2 separate regions of the Mus musculus genome follow, and region 2 is linked to region 1. A link is a contact called in public Hi-C data. All regions are on one chromosome and are shown on one strand. The core of a region is the stretch at or near the end of the contact, and the rest is flanking DNA. Distances in the headings are between cores, read along the strand shown.

The links. A called contact is a pair of places that touch in the nucleus more often than the background predicts.
Region 2: a contact with region 1 is called in a Hi-C map of myocytes, with 5 times the contacts expected there. The contact joins the promoter of Gpr108 here to the promoter of Nfya in region 1. A contact is called at or near these places in 2 of 484 Hi-C or Micro-C datasets (B cells and myocytes).

Annotation. Positions count from the first base shown.
Region 1 is chr17:48,407,650-48,413,183 of GRCm38.p6, reverse strand. Nfya (nuclear transcription factor-Y alpha) reads left to right here and starts at 3,364. Exons shown (of 10, transcript NM_001110832.1): 1 at 3,364-3,558. Oard1 (O-acyl-ADP-ribose deacylase 1) reads right to left here and starts at 3,184. Exons shown (of 6, transcript NM_001289490.1): 1 at 2,812-3,184; 2 at 2,280-2,356; 3 at 1,776-1,920. The coding sequence starts at 2,318.
Region 2 is chr17:57,245,560-57,251,093 of GRCm38.p6, reverse strand. It overlaps Gpr108 (G protein-coupled receptor 108), which reads left to right and starts at 3,405. Exons shown (of 17, transcript NM_030084.4): 1 at 3,405-3,583; 2 at 4,211-4,330. The coding sequence starts at 3,458. It overlaps Trip10 (thyroid hormone receptor interactor 10), which reads right to left and starts at 1,643. Exons shown (of 15, transcript NM_001242389.1): 1 at 1,523-1,643; 2 at 237-352; 3 at 83-139. The coding sequence starts at 1,546.

The DNA of each region.
Region 1 (5,534 bases), core at 2,115-4,614:
GATGTTTGTGCAGGAATAGAAACCCTGACTAAAACATACCTAGCTGTACAAAAATAAAACAAAATCAAACCTATGGGTTCTGAGGAAGAAAGTTCACTTTCATGCTTGTTTAGCAAGCACTTTATAGCTCCAATCAGCCTCTATCCCAGCAGTAACCTTTCCACAGTGTTGAATTAAACACTATAAGGAACACTCCCCCTCTGCACCTCACCCCCAACTTCTTTATGTAGCCTGGCTGTCCTAGAACTTGCTCTGTAGAGCAGGCTGACCTTGAACTTACAGAGATCTGCCTGCCTCTGCCTCGTGATTACTAGGATTAGAGGTGTGTGCAACCACTCGATGCTGAGGAACATGTAAGGCCCTTGGTTATTCCATTACCTATTCAGAAACAGTGCCATCATTTCTTTTCGTTATTGTTGCTGTTTGTTTGTTTCCTCAAGATAGGGTTTCTCTGTGTAGCAGTCCCGGCTGGTCTAGAACTAAAACTCACTTTGTAAACCAGGCTGGACTTGAACTAACAGAGATCCACCTACCTATCTCCTGTGTGTTGGGATTAAGGGTATGCACCACCACCATCCAACTTAATGTCATCATTTTAAATAACTGTAACCAAAAGCAGTAAGTCTAGAGTCATAACAAATGGTACATGTTCCTAGAAGTCTGGAGAAGTAGCTATTCTGAAGAGGGATGGGGCTGGAGTGTAGTCAGATTTTATTTCAGACGCCCCAGAGGTACTGTAATACATAGTTCTGATTTAAAGTCATTGGCAGAAAGCGGTGGAGGGATCTGGAAAGTGGTTTCTGACCTACGCTTCATAAGTCTAAGTACATAGCCCTGGCTAGCCTACAACTCCTGATCTCCAGATCAGGCTTGTCTTGAACTTGCTGTGATCCATCTCCCTCTATATCTCAATCGCTGAAATCAAGGCGTCTGCTACCACTTCTAGTCCAAACCACACTTTGTAGAGGCTCATGCCTGTAATGTCAGTATCCGGGAGACTGAGCCAGGAGGACGGCTTAGAGGTCAAGACAAGCTAAAGTTAACAAAGCAAGAGCCAGGCCAGCCTAGGCTACACAACGAGACTCTGCTTCAAAGAAAGAACGGAATAATATTTCGTACAGGATCTTGACCTCCAGAGCATATGGAATTTGATAAGCCCTTCAGTTAACCAAAGTGTGGGAAAGGTGAAATATTTTGGAAGAAAAGCTTTGAGGGTTTGGGGAGATGAGTTAAATCAGTGAAGTGCATGCTGGACAAACATGACAACCTGTGTGATCCCCAGCACCCACAGGAAACCTACGTGTCAGGTACACACTGGACAGCCCAAACTGGAAAAGCACATAGGAGGATGCCTGGGGCTAACAAGCTCTACGTTATTAAGACGTGTCCTCGCTAAAAAAAAAAAAGAAAAGAAAAAAAAAAAAAAGAAAAGAAAAAGAAAAGAGAAAGGTGGAGAGCCAACAAAGACAGATGTTGCCAACATCTGGACTCCTTACATGTATGTATCTGCACACTGCAAATTCATACACAAAAAGGGCGAAGAGACTGGAAACTTTGACAACAGCTCTGATTTAGTGTGGTAAAGATCTACAGCAGAGGCCAATCTTGAGGAAGTTTAAAAAAACTACAGCAGCAGCAATAACAACAACAAAACCCTTAACAGTTAAAAGCAGTCACTAGAAATCTCTTTGACTGTACATGTACACAGAGTATAGCGGAAGACCAAATCAGGCTTCAGCCAGCATGAACCAGGCTACGATGCTCTGGAAACTCACGTTGACTTAACAGTTCCTGCACCCCTCCGAATCTCTTCTTGAAGAGAACAGCTATTCCAGCACCCATTCGACAATCCTCACTGATACAATGGGCTAGAGAGTCTGTTTTGGGACATGCGAAAAGATCTCCTTTCACGTAAGTGATCTAAAACGTGCAAAGGAAAAAAAAAAAGGTTAAAAACAGAAAACTATTTCTCCTTTCAGATCTTCAACAGAGCCCCACCCCCACTGCTTCAACCCTGCTTCTCTGACACTCTGAATTAAAGACAACTCTTCCCAACTTAGGAGTTAACCACGATATTTTAAAGTATCTGTAAAAGGAAAGTGATGGATGGTTATTATCTGCCTAGGGTTGTATTAGCCTTTTCTAAGTAAATCAGCTAGAGAGAAACAAACAGGGAGGGGCGAGAATCCAATTATTGGTTTAATTAAAAAGTGTTTATGCTTTTGACCTCAATTATTCTGATTTTCACTTCACCGATAAATTTAATAGCTGTTACGCACTCGACTTCCTTCTGGATCTTCATTAAGGCGGGTGGCCATGCTACTGAGTCGCTATTTCCAGAATTTAAGAGTTCCTTCTGCTAATGAAAAGGAAAAGCAAGTAAAAAAATACCGCTCAGGCAGCCCGAACATAGCGTGTTCAGATCACCCTGACAACCCATTTAGTCTTCCCCACCTCCTTAAGGTATTCTTTCTGGATGTGAGCTCACTCAGCCTCTAAGAGGCAACACAAAACAGCTTTCCAGGAGCCGAAGCAAAGGCGGTCCTAAGACACACCTCCTTACTTCTAGCAGGGAAGGTTTAGGACAGTCCAGAATTTTCCCAGAGAATATAGCTTAGAACGGGAAAGACCTGGCCACAGTTACACTGAGCGGCAGGGTGAGCCGAGAACTGCTTCTCAGGGGAAGATCACCACCAGTCTTGGAGGTACAGGAAGGAAGGTCTGATAAGACTTCCCCGTCTCTCCTCCTACCCTAAGGAGGGCAACCCTGGGATCCCGCAGAAAAGTGGGTACTGGGGGGTCATCCTTCACCTGCAAAGGAATCGGCCGTCAGCAGGCCCTCCTCCAAGCAGGGAAGGGTTCGGGATGAAACCCTCGTAGGTAGGAAAGCAACAGAAGAGTCCCGACACGCAACAAATCCCGCCAAAGCCTTTTGATTGTACGCACACTCAAGATGGCCGCCCCCATCCCTTAACGGGGCGGAAGTGAGCCTCTCTAGCTGGGTAGCGGCGCCCGCTCTCGGTAGTAAGGGCTTCAGAATTTCCGGCGGGAAATTCCGTAGGCTCCCGCTACCGCTCAGGCATGCGTACCGAGATGCCGACCCCGACTGGAGAAGAAGAGCGCTTGCGCATTCGGCCCCAGAGGGTGGGTCCCAGTGGACGCTTAGAAATAGGTGGGCAGGGGGGCGTGTCAGCGCCTGCGTGGTATATAATTCAGGGAGGTGTTTAAGCAGCAGCGTACGGAGCGTGTGAAAGGCGCCTGCGTAGGCCTTTGGCGGGAGGCGGTGTCAAATCCAGGAAGTGGGTGTGGCCTCTGGAACGCCTGCGCGGTGCTCTTCCTAGGGGGCGGGGCCAGGCTGGCCGGGGTTATGGGGCGTGGTCTCGAAGGCGCTTGCGCGAAGGCGGTTGGAGGGAGGCCCGATTCCCCTTTGTTCAGATTCGCCATTTTGCGAGGCAGCGGCAGTGGCGGCGGCAGCGGCGGCTGGAGCCTCTGATTGGGTTTCGGGGTCCGGTACTGGAGCCAATCAGCGCGGGCAGCGAACCGGGGGAGCGAGGCACGGTGAGTATGAGGAGCCAATATCCAGCGGCCCAGAGCCGGCCCCAGCGCCCCGATTGGCGGGTCTCGCTGACCACTCAGGAGAGGCCCAGGCGTCCGTCGAGCCCGGGAGTCGAGCCGAGGCTGCCCGAGCTGGGTAGCCAGTAGCCCCGGCTCGGAGTTGGTGGAGGCCTGCAGGGGCCGTCCAGCGTTGGGACGGCGTCCTGGAGCCAGGCTTTTCGGGATCTGGATCGTCTCCGGGGGCCGGTGGCGGATGCGCCACCGGTCCCCGATCCTCGGTCCCGAGAGGTCAGGTGGCTGACCGCCCAGCCACGGACCGTGGCGGTTTCCCCACGTCGTTCCAGCCTCATCCTACGGCCTGTCCTTGTGTGTCCCCACATTCCGGGCCCCGACGAGGCCCGTGTGTCCTGAGCTCTGCACAGTTGGGGCTACAGATCCGGAGCGAGGCCAGACTGAGACGCGCGGCGCGGCCTCCCAAGACCCACCCCGGGGCCGTTGGCGCGCCTGCCGCGCCCCTCCTCTCGGCCCGCCACCGGGGCTCCCGGGCCGGCGCCGTTACCACCCCTTTCTGGCTCGTCATTTCCTCCCCGCTCAGCCCGCGGTGCCGGCACACCTCCGTGCTGGAGCCCAACCAAGCACTCTTCCTCTTTTTGCTCAGTGTCTCGGTGTTTGAAACGCCGCTGTTGCAGAACTGATAACCCTTGTGCATCCTTAATGATTGGGGGCACACATCTCGCAGTTCCTATTATCCCTGTCTCCTCCCTTGATCTTTTCTCCCTTGGATGCTCTCTGGTTTTGTTTTCCTTTAATCTCTCCACTCAATAGCTCGGCCCACTCGTGTCTCTTTTTTCTAATACACCTTGAAATCCCGCGCGAACGTTTTCTCAACTGATGTTTTAAAACTTACACGTGCTTAGATTTTCTTTCCCCCTTCGGGGGACAGGAAGTCTTCCAAGGACTGCTAGCTATTAGTCTTTGGCGGACGTCACCCAAGTGCTGCAAGCGAGTAGGGCTAGGAGCTATGTCTGCTCGGTGGAGATTGACTGGTGTTAGTGTTTCATAGGGATCTGATCCAGTACCCAGAAGTGCACTTTACATGAGGAAGCCTATTTTCAGCGCCACGCTTTTGATTGGTGATGGAGGGTGATGTCCTCAGAGAGGAAAGACTGAAAAGAGTAACTGGAACAGATAGTGCGGTTGGACGCAGAAAGGCCGGGAGTACTGAGTTTAGGCGGGAAAGTCCAGTTGGTAAAAACCTTTGCAGGTCTTACAAAGGAATTTTTTGAAAACGGTTTTGACTGGAGGTTAAAAGTTAATCTAGAGTGGATTTCTCCCCTAACCTTGGGGGTGAAGGTTGCTGACCTGAGGATTCTACCCCATAGTCTTGTATTTGGACTGGGTGTTCTAACTTTGATTGGTATTTAAAAAAAAAAAATGGATGCATATGTCCACCTCAAAACTGCCAAATGTTTTTGTGGACAAAAGGCAGTTCTCCTCAGTCACTGTGACTCAGACCTGTGGAGCCTCCACTGGTTCCTCTGCATCTGCACTTTAAGAAAAAGTAGTGCAGACTCTCGATTTCTCTAATCTAATCACAGCCCAGGCATCTCCCTTTGTTTGAAATACTTCACCCTATACTACCTTCATCTGGGTGAGATCTCAGACTTAAACCTAACTCACATGACACCCTTTCCCAGTGCTTTCCTTGGTTTGTCCCCAGTGGAAAAGCCTCTGTCCCCCAAACTCCATTTACTGTATTTCCCTTTAGGAGTCTAATACACATTTTTGTTCCTTTTTAGACTTAAAAGCCTCTTTGAAGTTAACTTGTTTTGTTATTTAGTTCATGCTATCTCCTTAGTGGAGACAAGGAGCACACTGGAGCCTTCAAAGGCCCTAGCTGGGTGTGTGTGTGTGATGCCAGGTCAGATGGACTGCGGTGATCAGATGCTTATTGTAGGAGCATTTCTGGGCATTTCAGC
Region 2 (5,534 bases), core at 2,156-4,655, 8.8 Mb before region 1:
AGTGTGAGGTAGAGTGGCCTCTAAGAAGGTGAGAGACCTGCGCCTCCAGCCCCTCCCTCGCCCCTCCCCCTCCCATTCTTACTTGACTTCAGGGTCATCTTTGGTAGGTCTCTTGGGAAGATACTTTTTCACCAGGCTCCTAAAGGTTGGGACAGAGGCAGGGAGGCTAAGAACGCGGACCTCCTGCGGTCTCCCCTTGGAGTCCCAGAGCAGCGAGCACCCACCCTCATGCTCACCGGAGTTGCTTAGCATAAGCCTGCTCCACCTCCGCGCGTTCTTTCACGAACTTCACGTATTTGTCCAACAAATCCAGCCCCCACTGCGTGTGGCGTTCCAGCACCTCAAACTGATCCTGATTGCAGGAGCGCGATTGGGGAACGTTAGGGTCACCTGGGTAGGAGGCACCGAAATCCCAGCGACCCGGAACAGCGGAGGTGGGGTGGGGTGGACAATCTCTCGGGGCTTAGCGGTTCCAGCAAGGGCTGGCTGGCTTCCCCAGGCGCCGCCCCGGCGTGGCGCAGGGGAGGCAGGAAGCTGGCGGGAACCCCCATGTCCTCCTCCAGGGAAGGGCCTGGACAACACGGCCAGGGCCCCAAACCAGACAGCAGGGTCTCTCGGAATCGGGGTGGCCAGCAAGGGTGTGGAAGGAGGCTAAACCACGCCAGTTCCCTCACCCCTCCTCTAATCCCCTCCAAATTCCAAAAAATCAAGAGGGCTTGGCACAAAAATCAGGCACAGAAGGGATGAGTTCGTGCAGCTCAAAGTGCGTGGAAGCAGGGTCGGGGGGCCTCTATGGCCAAATTTCCCCACTCGCCAAGATCCCCCGGGATCCTCAGTTGAGTGACTCAGTTTCCCCTGCTTCTGTGATGCCTCCACTATAGTGGCTCACCCCCACTACATCCTAAGATTGCACCGCCTCCAGAAAGAGGAGGGGTCAATAGTCCGACAAGGATTCAGGGAAACTTCTAGGGCTTCCTGGGTGAGGTTAAGAGGCGGGTAAGGGGTGGCTCCGCCCAGCGCCCGGGGCCGAGTCCTATAGCCCCTTCCCCTCCCCCTCAGCGTTCCAATTGTAAGCGGGGAAGGAACCCGGTAAGGCCCCACGTGGGACAGAAGGTGACCAAAGGGTCCCCTCCCCCTCCCAGCCGGACAGGCGGGCGACGGGCAGGGACCCAGGGGCCGTAAGATTAGCCTCCAAGCCAGGCCAGGGCGCTCAAAATAGGTGACCTCACCCAGCTGTCCCCCCTCCCTGGCCTGGTCCAGGGACTTCTTCAGATGGTCTTCCTCTCAACTCTGTGCCTCAGTTTCCCTATGCGGGTCCTGGGCAAAGTATCCCTACGTCCTCGGGGCGTCTTGAAAGTCCCAAAGGAACTTTTGAGTGAGTGCGGAGGGCAGAGGGCGGGGACCCAAGGGATCAGCTGCAAGGGAAAGCGTGGAGTCCGGGCTAAGGTACTTCGGGGACAAAGAGCGGAGAAGCCAGGACCCCAGCAAGGGAGAACCGTGGGAACTGGGGAAAAAGACTCACCCACAACTCGGTACCCCAATCCATGCTGCTCTTGCCGCCCAGGACGCCACCGCCTCCTGCCCGGGTCTCCGCCGCCCTCCACCGGAGACTCAGCCCCAGGGCAGTGTGCCCAACCTCGCCCCGCCCCGCCGCCAGGCCACGCCCACCAGCCTAGATTACAACGCCCCTTCGTGCCTTTCCACGCCTCTACTCTGCCGAGCCCCCAGCGGGGGGCTCTGAGGGCGGAGTCCAGATGATGCCCCGCCCCCCATTAAAGGGCCATGCGCCACCTCAAAGTACGCCTCGATTAATTTTCAAAATTTGTACCCCATATTTCTCTCCTCTGCCATCCCAAACTATTCATCCTTTCCTTTCAACTTCGCATTTTTTTTATAAAGGGTCAAGAGATCAAAACCCCAAATCCAAGCAGTCTTTCCCACGTGTCCCCACTCCATGGCAGGGAAAATCTGTGGTTGGTCATTAGGCTCTTGCGGGGACCTACTCGGCTCCAGAAATCTCCATTTCGTCTCACTAATAGTCTGTTTCCCTCCGGCCACAGAGATGGGATGACTTCGATCTTGCCCAGGATGCACATCCAGCCAAGGCCAGGTCCATTAGCACCCCCCAACACCACCGCATCCTGACTTCTCTTCCTTCCCGCCAGAGTCTCCTCTGAGAAACAGAGGACAGGTTGTCCTTTGGGCACCGTTCTGGGCTAGGCACACACTCACACACACACACACACACACGCATGCACGCACAGCACCGCGCACTTGCACTTGACTACACATTTTCCAGCCTCATTCAGTATGTAAGGCCCAAATCAGAACTGCCTCTAGATTCTGGGACCCTGGGGCTTAGGATTTCGGGTCCTCCCAATCATAAAAGTCCTTTCACGCCTTGTAAACCCCCTTAAGGCTCCCGGATAAAAGGGAAGAGGCCCTGTTGGCTCCCACCCCACTCTCCCTGGCTGTAGGTGCTTTCTCCGCCGCTACGCAAGTGTCAAAACACCATTGTGTTGCAGCTAGAAGAGCAGTCTAGACTTCTGAGGAAAGACGCCCTGGAGCCAGTGCTGGAACTGAGGCTCCAATAGGCCTTGGCCCCACCTGCTGGTGGCTTGTGGGCTAAGCTCTGAGATGTAAAGTGGGGTAGAGGGATGGTGGAGGAGGGTGGAGAAGGACTCAGAGTCCCAGTGACGAAAAAGGTATCACACTACGGTGGGAAGCTTCGCGCCAGGGTCAGCAATCTAATTAAGAGTTGCAAGCTACAACTAGGATCCAGCAGCTGGGACTCTTCCAGATCTGAGGACTCAGTAGGAATTGAGGAGCCTATGTTTCAGTTTGAAGTAGGGAACTCAGCTGCTGCAAGGTTACGCCTAGGGCGGAGTCTTCAGGTAGGACCTACAGCGGCATTCAGCCGAGGATTAGAGATCAGCATAGTGCGAAGAATTTTAGGCTTTTCGGTGGCCCAGCAAAGTTGAAACAAGGTAAGCTCATAGACGCGTACGTTGACTAAGTCTCCACTTCTGGCCGGGAGCAGGGTATCGGGGAAGTGAGGGGTGGGAGAGGAAGTGCGTCCTTGGGAATACTGGGAAATGTAGTTTATGCATGCTTCGTTGCACGGATCTGCTCCCTCTATATTCTGGGTAATGTAGTCTTGGACCGTTAAGAGTTGCTGAAGGAATTCCGCTTTAAGGGACGGATATGGGTTCCTGGATCATTGGTGAATCGTCCTGTTCCTCAAACTACATCCGGGACAATCTGTTTAGCGATTGGAGAGTATGAAAGCCGGGGCTGAAAAGGATAAGCACGCCCATTTGGGAGGCCTTCTGACAATCAAAAGAATCTCAGTTGCTAATTGGGTGACTAGACCACGTCGTGCGACTATTGGCTGAAAAGTGGGTAGGCCTTATCAGGCGTCAGAGGCTGTGTTCGGGGGGCAGTCGCAGCCCCAGAGATGGCAGTGAGCGAGAGGAGGGGGCTCAGCGGCGAGAGCCCAACGCAGTGCCGATGGGGATACTTGTCGCTGCTGGTGCTGACGCTGAGCGGCTGCTCAGGCCGTATCCACCGGCTGACTCTCACAGTGAGCCCCGCAGGCTTGGCCTCGTTGTCTCCCCCCATAGCTCCGCCGGTGGATGGAGCAGCCGCACCCCCCACTGCAGGCCGCTAGTGGTCTCGTCCCGGGGTCTCCCCGCCCGGTGCTCGTAATGGGTTGGCCTGGCTTAGAGGGCGGGGCTTCATCTCCTGGGACCCCTGACTCCTGGCGCTTAAACTTTCAGGGAACACTTGGTAACAACCATAGGACCTGGGAGGAAGGGGTACCACCTGGTAGGATCTTCCTGGAATTCACTTAGGGGAGTGACAGGAGACTACTTTCAAAATTTAGCCCAGATAGAATCGAAAACTTTTCTGGAAAGTCGAAACTAGTCACACCAGCCTATGTAGCCCGCTCTCGGGGTGGTGCACGTCTATATGGGGACTGTCATGGGGTTGCCAGGGTTTCACCCCATGGACACACAACCCCACCCTCTAGCTGCCTCGGACTGAAGTAGGAAAATGTCACCAGCACCAATACGATGTACCCAGGAAGGCTTTCTCACATGCTCCTGTCCTGAATAAAAATGTATAGAGACGCTCAGGGAAACACGCCGTCGTGCTGGACTTGGTGGGGAGAGTGCCCTTGTGCCACTGTGTCTTTGGTTTCCTGCAGGGGGAGAAGCGAGCTGACATCCAACTGAACAGCTTCGGATTCTACACCAATGGTTCCCTGGAAGTAGAGCTGAGCTTACTGCGACTCAGCCTCCAGGAGACAGAAAAGAAGTTGCCAAAGGTGAGGGGGCTCATGGGAGGACTCAGTGTGCAAGTTCTGGGATTCTGTCTTAGCTCTGTCCCTCACCGGTGTGATCTGTGGCCAGTCTCATAGCCTTCCCCACCTGTCACCTAAGAATGAATACAGTGTCTCATGCAGTCTGGGTTTGAGGGTACAGATTTGTCATCTTAGTGTCCCTGCTGGCTTAGGCAGGAGGATCAGAAATTAGCCAGCCAGTATATATGTAACATATATGCATGTATATAATGCATTTTAATCATACACGCTTCTCCCCCTAACTCCTCCAAAATCCATTCCCACCTTCCCAAACTCCTCCCAATCTCATGTCCTTTAAAAAAAAAAAAAAAAAAAAAAAAGATATGGCCTCACTATGTAGCCCCAGATAGCCAGGAACTCTGTGTAGACCAGGCTGGCCACAGACTCAGAGATCTGCCAACCTCTGTCTCCCAAGTGCTGGGATCTAAGGCCGGTGCTCTTGTTTGTTTGTTTGTTTGTTTCTCCTGGGGCCACACCCTCACTCACTCAGCATCTATCAGCTAGCTGTCCACAGCTCCCCAGTTAGGTGTAGGGGTTCAAACACCCCTCTTCCCTCCATGCTGGAATGTTGACTGACTCGATCCTGTGTGGGCAACCACAGCTGCTGTGAGTTCATAAGCAACAGTCTGCTGTGTTCAGAGGACAATGTTCCCCTCTTGCCCTCCTCAGCCTCTGCCTTTACAGTCTTGACTCTTCCTCTTCCTCTTTCTCTTCCTTTTCCTCCTCCTCCTCCTCCTCCTCCTCAGTTTCATTCCCTGAGCCTTGGGTGAAGAGGTGTGATATAAATGACCCATTGGGAGTGGCCTTGTGGTTTTTTTGGCAGAGAGGTAATGTTCAAGACAGGGTCTTGGAACTCAATATGTAGACCTTGAGCTCACAGATCCACCGTCACAGTGCTGGGATTAAAAGGCGTGCACTCCTGCGCCTGGCAAGCAGCCTCTCCTGACAGCTTCTCTTATGACAGGGTCTCATATAGTTAGTCTCAAAGTCAAGCCCCTTCTGCCTCAAGTCCAGAGCCCTTGGAATTGCAAGCGTGCTCTGTTCTGCCCAGCACCATTAACCTTTTAGGTGGGTCAAACCAATCAGGAAGTGCATTCTGCATGAGCGTTGTGGGTCCAGGATGGGGCAGGACATTGAGAAGCTAGCACATAGTGGGTGTTCAGTACCT